Regions from separate parts of the Mus musculus genome. Here region 1 is linked to region 2. The links are chromatin contacts, called in public HiCAR-type maps. All regions are on one chromosome and are shown on one strand. Each heading gives the region's core, a stretch centred on a gene start, on an enhancer-like site or on the middle of the called end of the contact. The rest is flanking DNA. Distances are from core to core; before and after follow the strand shown.

The links. HiCAR-type assays count read pairs that join an accessible place to other places.
Region 1: a HiCAR-type map of embryonic stem cells shows a contact between it and region 2, with 4 times the contacts expected there. The contact joins two enhancer-like sites. A contact is called at or near these places in 8 of 39 promoter capture datasets (the 3T3-L1 cell line, 3T3-L1-derived adipocytes, cranial neural crest and 3 more), 3 of 484 Hi-C or Micro-C datasets (myocytes, nephron progenitors and reprogramming fibroblasts), 5 of 115 datasets of contacts at active chromatin or transcription factors (acute myeloid leukemia and embryonic stem cells) and 3 of 9 other capture datasets (embryonic stem cells, liver and pancreatic islet).

What each region holds. Positions count from the first base shown.
Region 1 is chr16:22,797,568-22,801,554 of GRCm38.p6, reverse strand. Gm30416 (a long non-coding RNA gene) reads right to left here. Exons shown (of 4, transcript XR_875953.3): 2 at 3,681-3,912. Among named protein-coding and RNA genes, the nearest start is that of Gm30416, 7.3 kb to the right of the region's middle. Within about 2 kb of position 1,299, at least 34 of the 459 cell types and tissues checked have an H3K27ac peak or open chromatin away from gene starts, as enhancers often do. A contact at or near this core is called in embryonic stem cells, where this site is marked.
Region 2 is chr16:22,635,708-22,639,608 of GRCm38.p6, reverse strand. All of the region lies in intron 1 of Dgkg (diacylglycerol kinase, gamma), which reads left to right. Among named protein-coding and RNA genes, the nearest start is that of Dgkg, 20 kb to the left of the region's middle. Within about 2 kb of position 2,093, at least 6 of the 459 cell types and tissues checked have an H3K27ac peak or open chromatin away from gene starts, as enhancers often do. A contact at or near this core is called in embryonic stem cells, where this site is marked.

The sequences.
Region 1 (3,987 bases), core at 50-2,549, 160 kb before region 2:
ACCGTGTATCTAGCTAGTTAGCTTGATCCAGAGCCTCCCTGTCTCTGGAGTGCCAGGACTACTGGTAGGACTGCCCAAACCACTGGGCTTTTCTGTGTCATCTGGAGTCCGGAACTCTATCCCTCATGCTTGCCCAGCAAGCACTGTACCTACCAAGCCACCTCCACAGTTCATGTCTGTTATTTTAGCAGGCGCTTCATAATTGGGGGAAATATGTCAGAGTCATCTAACCTATCCCATAACCTCGAGAAAAGCCACATTTAGCTGCTGCAGGAGTCTGGCCTTCTCGTGCCTGTCCCATTAGTCTCTTCCCTGGTTCTAGTTCTGGGCAGCTTCCAAAGCCAACATGGCTGTGTCTAGAATCCACACAAGTCAGAGCTTTTCAAACCTACACGTTATCCCCATAGTAAACACAACTCAAGCAGCTGTGTTGGTATTCGCTGAGACAATATGGAGAAACGCCTTAGCTATACCTATAATGGAATAAAGGCAGCTACCCTAAACCCTTTGCTGAAGGACATTCTTGGGAGGGGCCTTTCCGTGGTGAAAGGACTCAGAATCCACGGGGCTTCCAAGATGATGACTCAGGGGTCTACCGGTGACTTCACATCATTTCTGGACTGTTTGTGGGAGGGGAGGAGTCAAGGGGTGGTCAGGAGGAGTCAGGGGAGTATCGGGAAGTTCAGAGGCTTTTGGCCACATGATGGGGTGGCTACTTGCACAGAAATGGAAAGTTAATCTTCCTTTTTTTTTTTTCTGCCAGGACCGGAAGTACTGGCTTGACCCCATCTCAGATCTTTCTACTTTAGTTCTATTTTTCCAGTACCTGTGGCTCCCTTTGTGAGCCAGCAGCTATAACACAGTTGGGTGACTGTGGAATGAATAGCTTTCTGGGGAAATCCTGAAACAATTTGCCTCTTGGGAGTGAAGTACCCAGCAGGCAGGGATTTGTCCCCTTTGTTCACTTTAACAGCCACATCAGCCTGCGCACTGAACCATTGGGCCAGAACAATGGTGGGCCCTGGCAGTAATGCTGACCACATGGTTTCCGAACACACACTGGCTCGTTTGCCCAGGCTCACAGTAAGCCCTGTTAGGCTGGTCCTGCAGAACCCAGGGCTAAGTACAGAAAGATAGATCTTCAAACTATGTTTCTGTGAGCAAGTGTGGGAAAAAAAAAAGTCAGGAGGAGACCTGCTTGTGAGGGGGTTATGAATCGGAGTCACTCCCAAAGACTCCTCTAAAGGCTAAGCAACCTGGCAGTTGGGAGAGAGTCACATGGTCCTGCCTACTCAGTGTCTCCTGGCAACAACTTCACTCACACTGTCTTAGGGACCCCCTTGACTGGCTGGACTTTGACTCTCCCAGTGATTGTGTGAAGAGGAAGGTAGCTATGTTTGCCACTTGCTGCATGAATAGACTGACTCACAGAAAGACTATGTGTCTGTAGGGACAACTTCAGCCTTCCTGGGCCCTCGAGTCAAGAAGAGCCCTTTAATGTAACCAGTGTCATGCCAACCATGTCTCTGCGCGTGAGAATTTAGCCTCACATTTCCTGTAAGCATAATGGTGCTCTCAGTGTCGATGACCCTTGAGGTGTGAGTGAACGTAACGGGGATTAGCGCATTGGCCTCAGAGGGACCTAAGAGGGGATCGGTCCAGTGGACAGACAACTGGATTAGCTCATTGTCCTTTGTATTGTGTGTCTTCTCCTGCCCGCTGCTCTCCCCTTCTCTGGTACCAGAGAAAACTCTTCTAATTATTCTTCCATAATAAAGGAACATGGCAGATCTGCCCAAAGGAGGGGGCTTGATAGCCTGGCCTGTGGGTGTATCCTCTTTTCAAAAAAGAAAAAAAAAATCTAATCTATGAAAAGAAATCTCAAAGTTGGAAAACAAGAAAAGCAAGAGAAAAAATTCACTCTGAAATGACCACCTGTGTGTCTCTTTAAAGGCAACACTTGAAATTTGAACTGAATTTCAAACATTCCTAAAAGTCTGTTTATTTAGGAGCTGTAAAAGCGAGAAAACAAGTCCAGGATGCCAGAGCTTGCCGTCCCCTCAGACTTGTTAAATCGGAAGTCAGTCTGTGACCTTCTCACACTGTCCTTAGGTCCTGGAAAAAAGAGCCTTTTGCTTACAAGGAGTCCTGCACCATCCTGAGCCGCGACAGGAGAGCGCCCCCTCCCTACCCCAGGCGCCATGCCCCACTCCCACTCACCCCAGGCGCCATGCCCCACTCCCACTCCCACTCCCACCCCAGGCGCCATGCCCCACTCCCACCCCAGGCGCCATGCCCCACTCCCACTCCCACCCTGTGGACAGGTATGGGAACAGGGCTGACCTTTCAAGCCATGCCTAAAGCACAGAAATAGTTGGCTTGTAAGGATGGGGTGGGGAAGTTGGGGAAGATGTGCCTGGTAAGCTTTGTCTCAGCCACAAGAGTTCCCCCAGGCAGCAGGTACAAGCTGCGATCTGTAATCGTCTGATCCAGCATCAGACCCACTGCATCCTCTTCCTCCCTGTTCAGAGTTTCTCATAGGCAGGGAGGGAGGCATCTAAAGCACCCTGGTTGGCTGCTAACACAGAGGAAAAGGTACTGATTTCTTTGTTTTAAAAAAGATCACTTTCAGAACTGTTCTTGGGTCTACCAAGATCTATGGAATGGCCGAAGAGCCAACTCAAAAGATGCCAGAAACTGCATTTGGGGTGGGCTGTTGCACTCTCCCATGCAGGCAGCTTGTGCAGGAACAGCCCAGGGGTACTGAATGCAGAAGGGTGGGGTCAGGGAGAGAGCCACAGGGTAGCCTCAGAATTGAGGAAGTTCTGGCCTGTGGCTTGGCAGGGTAAGTTCACTGGGACATCCTCCCAGCATTATACAGCCCACTTGTTAAAAGCTTTAGCATGATGCAGGCACCACCAAAACCAGGATTGAACATTGTCGACCCTCCCCAAACAAATTCCTTTGGGTCTCTTGGGTGTCTCTGCTTGGAGCCTACCGTGACTCAGCCTCTTGGCTGAAGCCACTGTCCTTCCCTTGGCTCACCTTCTCCCGAGGTCCTGAGTGGGATCGGGCAGTGTGTGGTTCCACACAGATAATGTTTGGGGATACATCTGTGTGTACAGCACACGTCAGTAGTTCTTTTTTATTACTTAGCAACTATTTTATAGACGTACCCTTTTTTATTTTTAATAATTCAAGAGTAAAGGAAATGGGACTGTTTCCAGATACTCTGCTTTTGTTTATAGTGTCTTTAAAGTCTCCGGAACCATGTGTCTAGCCAGTCTAATTCCACAAAATAACTGTTTTCCCTTCCTTCTTTTAGAGTGATGTGCTGAGACCTGTCTGGAGGTTCCGAGTTGGTGAGCTGACACACCCATACCTGCCTGCCTTGTTTCATAAAGCACTTGCTAGCTGTATCCTGTCCTGGGCTCAGAGGGCAGCAGCTGGGGGCCCTAGCCGAGATCTGGCCTCCCTTCCCATCTTGTCCCACCAAATCTGAACACTCCTAGGGCACAGGCTGGTCAGGAGAGAGAGAGTGCGCGCTCAGCTCCTGGTTGTGTGGTGATTCAGGAAGTGACTGGTAGGACACCAATTGGGAATCCAGGCTGGCAGTGATTGTAGCTTAATTTATAATGTGCAAATATGTTCAGGCATGATACATGGGCTTCCATTCTTACTCTTTACTCGGGTCCATAAGTATAAAGAGGCTCGCCCTGGCTGTCACCGGGGAAGGCATCCAAGCTTCTTTGCATGCTTCCATGAGCAAATCATCCCAGCAGCATCAGTGGTCCTCTACTGGCTCCGAAGAACAATTCTGTAGCTAGAGGTACCTGCTTCACGAATGGGTGTAGTTTCTGCACTGGGAGAGTCTTACCTCATCTTTCCATCTGGTCCCCTGACTGATGACAGCTGTCAGGGCAGGAGAAAACAATGTGTGCTTGGCAGTCCCTCTCTGTGTCCCCAGTCAACTCCTTCATGCCCTCC
Region 2 (3,901 bases), core at 844-3,343:
TAGACGTCGGCCTTCAAGTGAGTGCTCTACATTTTCTCAGGAATTTTCCATTTCACCTACTTTTCCAAGAGCGGTACTATAAAAGTGCACACACGATCCTCTCATCATTCCCCACATCTCCTGTCTCTACTTGTGTGTCCTGCTTCCTTGCTGACATTGCTGGTAGTGGGGTTGTGTCCATGTGTCACCTTCCCTTACTGAGCCAGACTTGCAGGCTTTCTTGTTGTTGTTGTTGTTATTGTTGTTGTTTCAAATTAAGCAACACTGCCAACAAAAGAGGAGCTTTTGGTTTTTAAAATTTTTTTTAAGATATATTTTTATTATATGTGCATTTGTGTTTTGCCTGCATGTATGCTGCGTGAAGATGCTAGATCACCTGGAACTAGAGTTACAGACAGTTCTGAACTGCCATGTGAGTGCTGGGATTTGAACCTGGGTCCTCTGGGAGAGCAGCCAGTGTTCTTGACTGCTGAGATCTCTCTCCAGTCCCTTGTTTTTCATTTCTAAGTCATTTATTTCTGACTTTATAGCAGCCCTTTTTAGTCTGTTTAAATTCCTTTTGCATTCATTTTCCTAGTGTATGAGTTGGAGGCTTGATTCTTTTTTGGTGGGGCTATTGTTTAAATGGGTGGGTGGGTGGGTGGGTAGATAGGTGAATGGTTGCCTAGGTGGTCCGTTAGTGTGGTGGATAATAGGGTAGGTGGATGTGGGTAAGATTGGTTTTGATCTATCATGCTTTCTAAGAAATTTGTTCAAGGCTGCAAGTGTCCTGTAAGCACTGCTGTAAATTGTACATCTATCAAATCAATATAGATTGCTCCTACGCTTTTAATTTCTTTTTAAGCATGCACTTTCTTGAGAATGTGTGGAGGTCTTTCTTAGTTTCCATATTGTGAGATGAGATTGATGCCGAGCCTTAGGTGGAGGTCTCCAGACAGAAACATAATAGCATCACTGAGGAATGCTCTTGGGTGGGCTGGGGAGATGGTTGTCAGCAAAGTGCTTGCTGCATAAGAATAAGGTCATGAGTTTGGATTCTGTCACTCAAAAGAAAAATAAAAGGTACCTGTAGGGGCTGGAGAGATGGCTCAGCGGTTAAGAGCACTGACTGTTCTTCCAAAGGTCCCGAGTTCAAATCCCCGCAACCACATGGTGGCTCACAACCATCCGTAACAAGATCTGACACCCTCTTCTGGAGTGTCTGAAGACAGCTACAGTGTACTTACATATAATAAATAAATAAATCTTAAAAAAAATAATAAAAGGTACCTGTAATCCAGCTCTGAGGAAGTCGGGACAAGAAGATCTCTGGGGCTTGCTAAATTATTATACTCCAGGTTCAATAAGACATCTTGTCCCAAAAATAAAAAGGAGAGTGGCTGAAGAATCACTTGGTGTTGACCTCTGGCCTTCATGCACACACACTCACACACACACACACACACACACACACACACACACACACAGAGAGAGAGAGAGAGAGGGAGAAGGAGACGGAGAGGGAGGGAGAGGGAGAGAGAGAGAGAGAGAGAGAGGGAGGGAGATAGAGAGAGAGAAAGAGAGAGGGGGGGCTTGGCTAAGGGACAAGCTGGCATTATTCCCATTGAGAAGATGGCCCAGACCTTCATACGACACAGCTTTGTATCAGTCAGCAATTGTATATGTGCTGTGTAGTGCAACCAATTTAAACTTATCCCTGACTAGATTACAAATAAATGAGTCTCAGAGTATGGTTATTTTGTTTGGCTTTGACAATTACTGGGGAATAACTCCTAATCTACTCCTCTCACTGCTGGCCTGGCTGCCTCCCCAGTGGTGTACCACAGATATGTGCTGTTTCTCCTGGCCATGTGCTCATGGTCCATCTCCCCTCATGGTGGCTTCCTCCTCTTCTCATTCCTCCTCCTCCTCCTGGTCTCTCCTCTCTTCACCTGCAACCCAGTAACTGAAAACCCACCTACCTCTAATCCCTGCAGTAACTGGCTATAGCCAATTTTATTTAACCAATAGTTTTAAATTAAGGAATAAGGTTTGCACAACAAAAGCTTGTAACCCTCAGAATTCACTCATAGACCTAGAAATTAGCATTACAATGCATAACAACAGCCCAACCCTCCACAGCACTGCCCAGGAGGAGGTATGGTCTTAGACAAGGAAGTCCCTCCTCAGCTGAAGCAATTGCCGAAAAGGTTAGGCAGGCAGTGGACTGGCAGCCAGAACCTTCCGGGGCACAAGGGAACAAGGTGGGGAACAAATGTTTCTTTCCACGTGGGACTCCAGTCAGTACTGAGACTGTTTTCAGTTTAATATTTTAAATAACTTTTGCTTGCTGGCTCGTAGTTTGTATGAGGTTCTCCTCCATGCATCTTTAGAGCAGGCTTCTCAGTGATGTCAGGGTATTTAACGTGCACATATTTAACAAACGTGCTTGTCACCCTGAGATGGCCGGCTTCCCGTTGTTGGAAATTTGGCTACTGTAAACAACACCGCCACAAATATCCTTGGTGTGAAATCTTGCAGCGGTTGTGCCGTTATTGTCGCCTGTATACTTTAAGATAAGCCCACAGAACTAAATCTGGCGAAAATTCATCTTTGGGGCTAGAGCTGGCTGTCCTATTTGGCTAATATACCTCTACATCAGCGGTGGTAGTTTTCTTACTTTTTTTTCTGAACAAAGCTATTACCTTTAATTGTTAAGCAATTGTTTAATTGTTGACAGTTGGATAGGCGACCTTAATATCTTGTTGCCATGTCTCTGCTCAATGAAGTATATTTTAAATGAATACAAAATGAATGGCCTTCCCAGCCTAAGACAGTGGCATCAAGATTGTGACTAACATCCCAGGAGAGTGAAGTTACTGTTGAGAGGTGTTTTAAATATTATTTAATTCACTCTCTGACATTATCAGATGAGCAGCTTGAAGCCTAGAGAATGGAACTAACTGCTCAACTACTTAAATTAAGACTCAAAAGCTCCAAGACACACTTCAGCACCCTCTCTAGTTAGGGGGTAAATACGTTCGTCCTTCCCACTTGCAGCTGTCGTTTTGAAAGGGGATTCACGAATCACCTGAGAAGCACTTTTTATTTTGTAGTTTATTCAAAAGGCAATATGTAAATTTCTTGCCTATACGTTTGCACATTATCAATGGCTGTCTCCTGTGGAGCACTGCCATGTGACATCAGGGGCCTGTTATCTTTCTGTTGCATGACATAGTGGCAAAGAGCAGCGCCAGGGTCAGACCTCGTGGACTTCGGAGCCTTGGATACATCAATTAACAACTGCATGACCTAACCTGGCATTTCTAACATCTGAGCTTTAGTGTTGCCATCTTTTTATTTGTCTGTTTGGTTGGTTGGTTGGTTGGCTTTGATTTTAGAGATAAGACCTCATTGTTTAACGCAGGCTAGCCTGGAGATCACAATAGAGCCTGGACTGGCCTTGAACATGATTTTCCTGCCTCAGTTTTCCAAACGCTGGGATTATAAAATGGCACCAATATGATGGGGTTCGTTTTCCCATGTTTAAAATGAGCGTGCTCGTGTCACTCTCAGAGGATGATTGCCTACACTCAAACAAATGCAATGTGCAAACTGTTTAGGACGGCCTGGCATAAAATAAAGGTATTTCTAGGTACCTTTGGGTGTCTAGACTGAGCCAGACAGGAACGTGGTGTCTGGGGTAGGAGAGGCAGCACCGCTGAGTTTTCTTGTCCATGGTGCTGAATCAATCCTGCATGACTGTCCATTGTTGGCTCTACCAAGATGCTCGGAGAAGAAACACCTTTTTATATCTTGTAAACAAAATCTTGGGCTTCTGGGCTGTGCCAGAAGATCCATCTCCAGGCAGTTTACGGTCTAAGGAAGCCAATCATAACCTCTGTAGATGTGAGAACCAGTA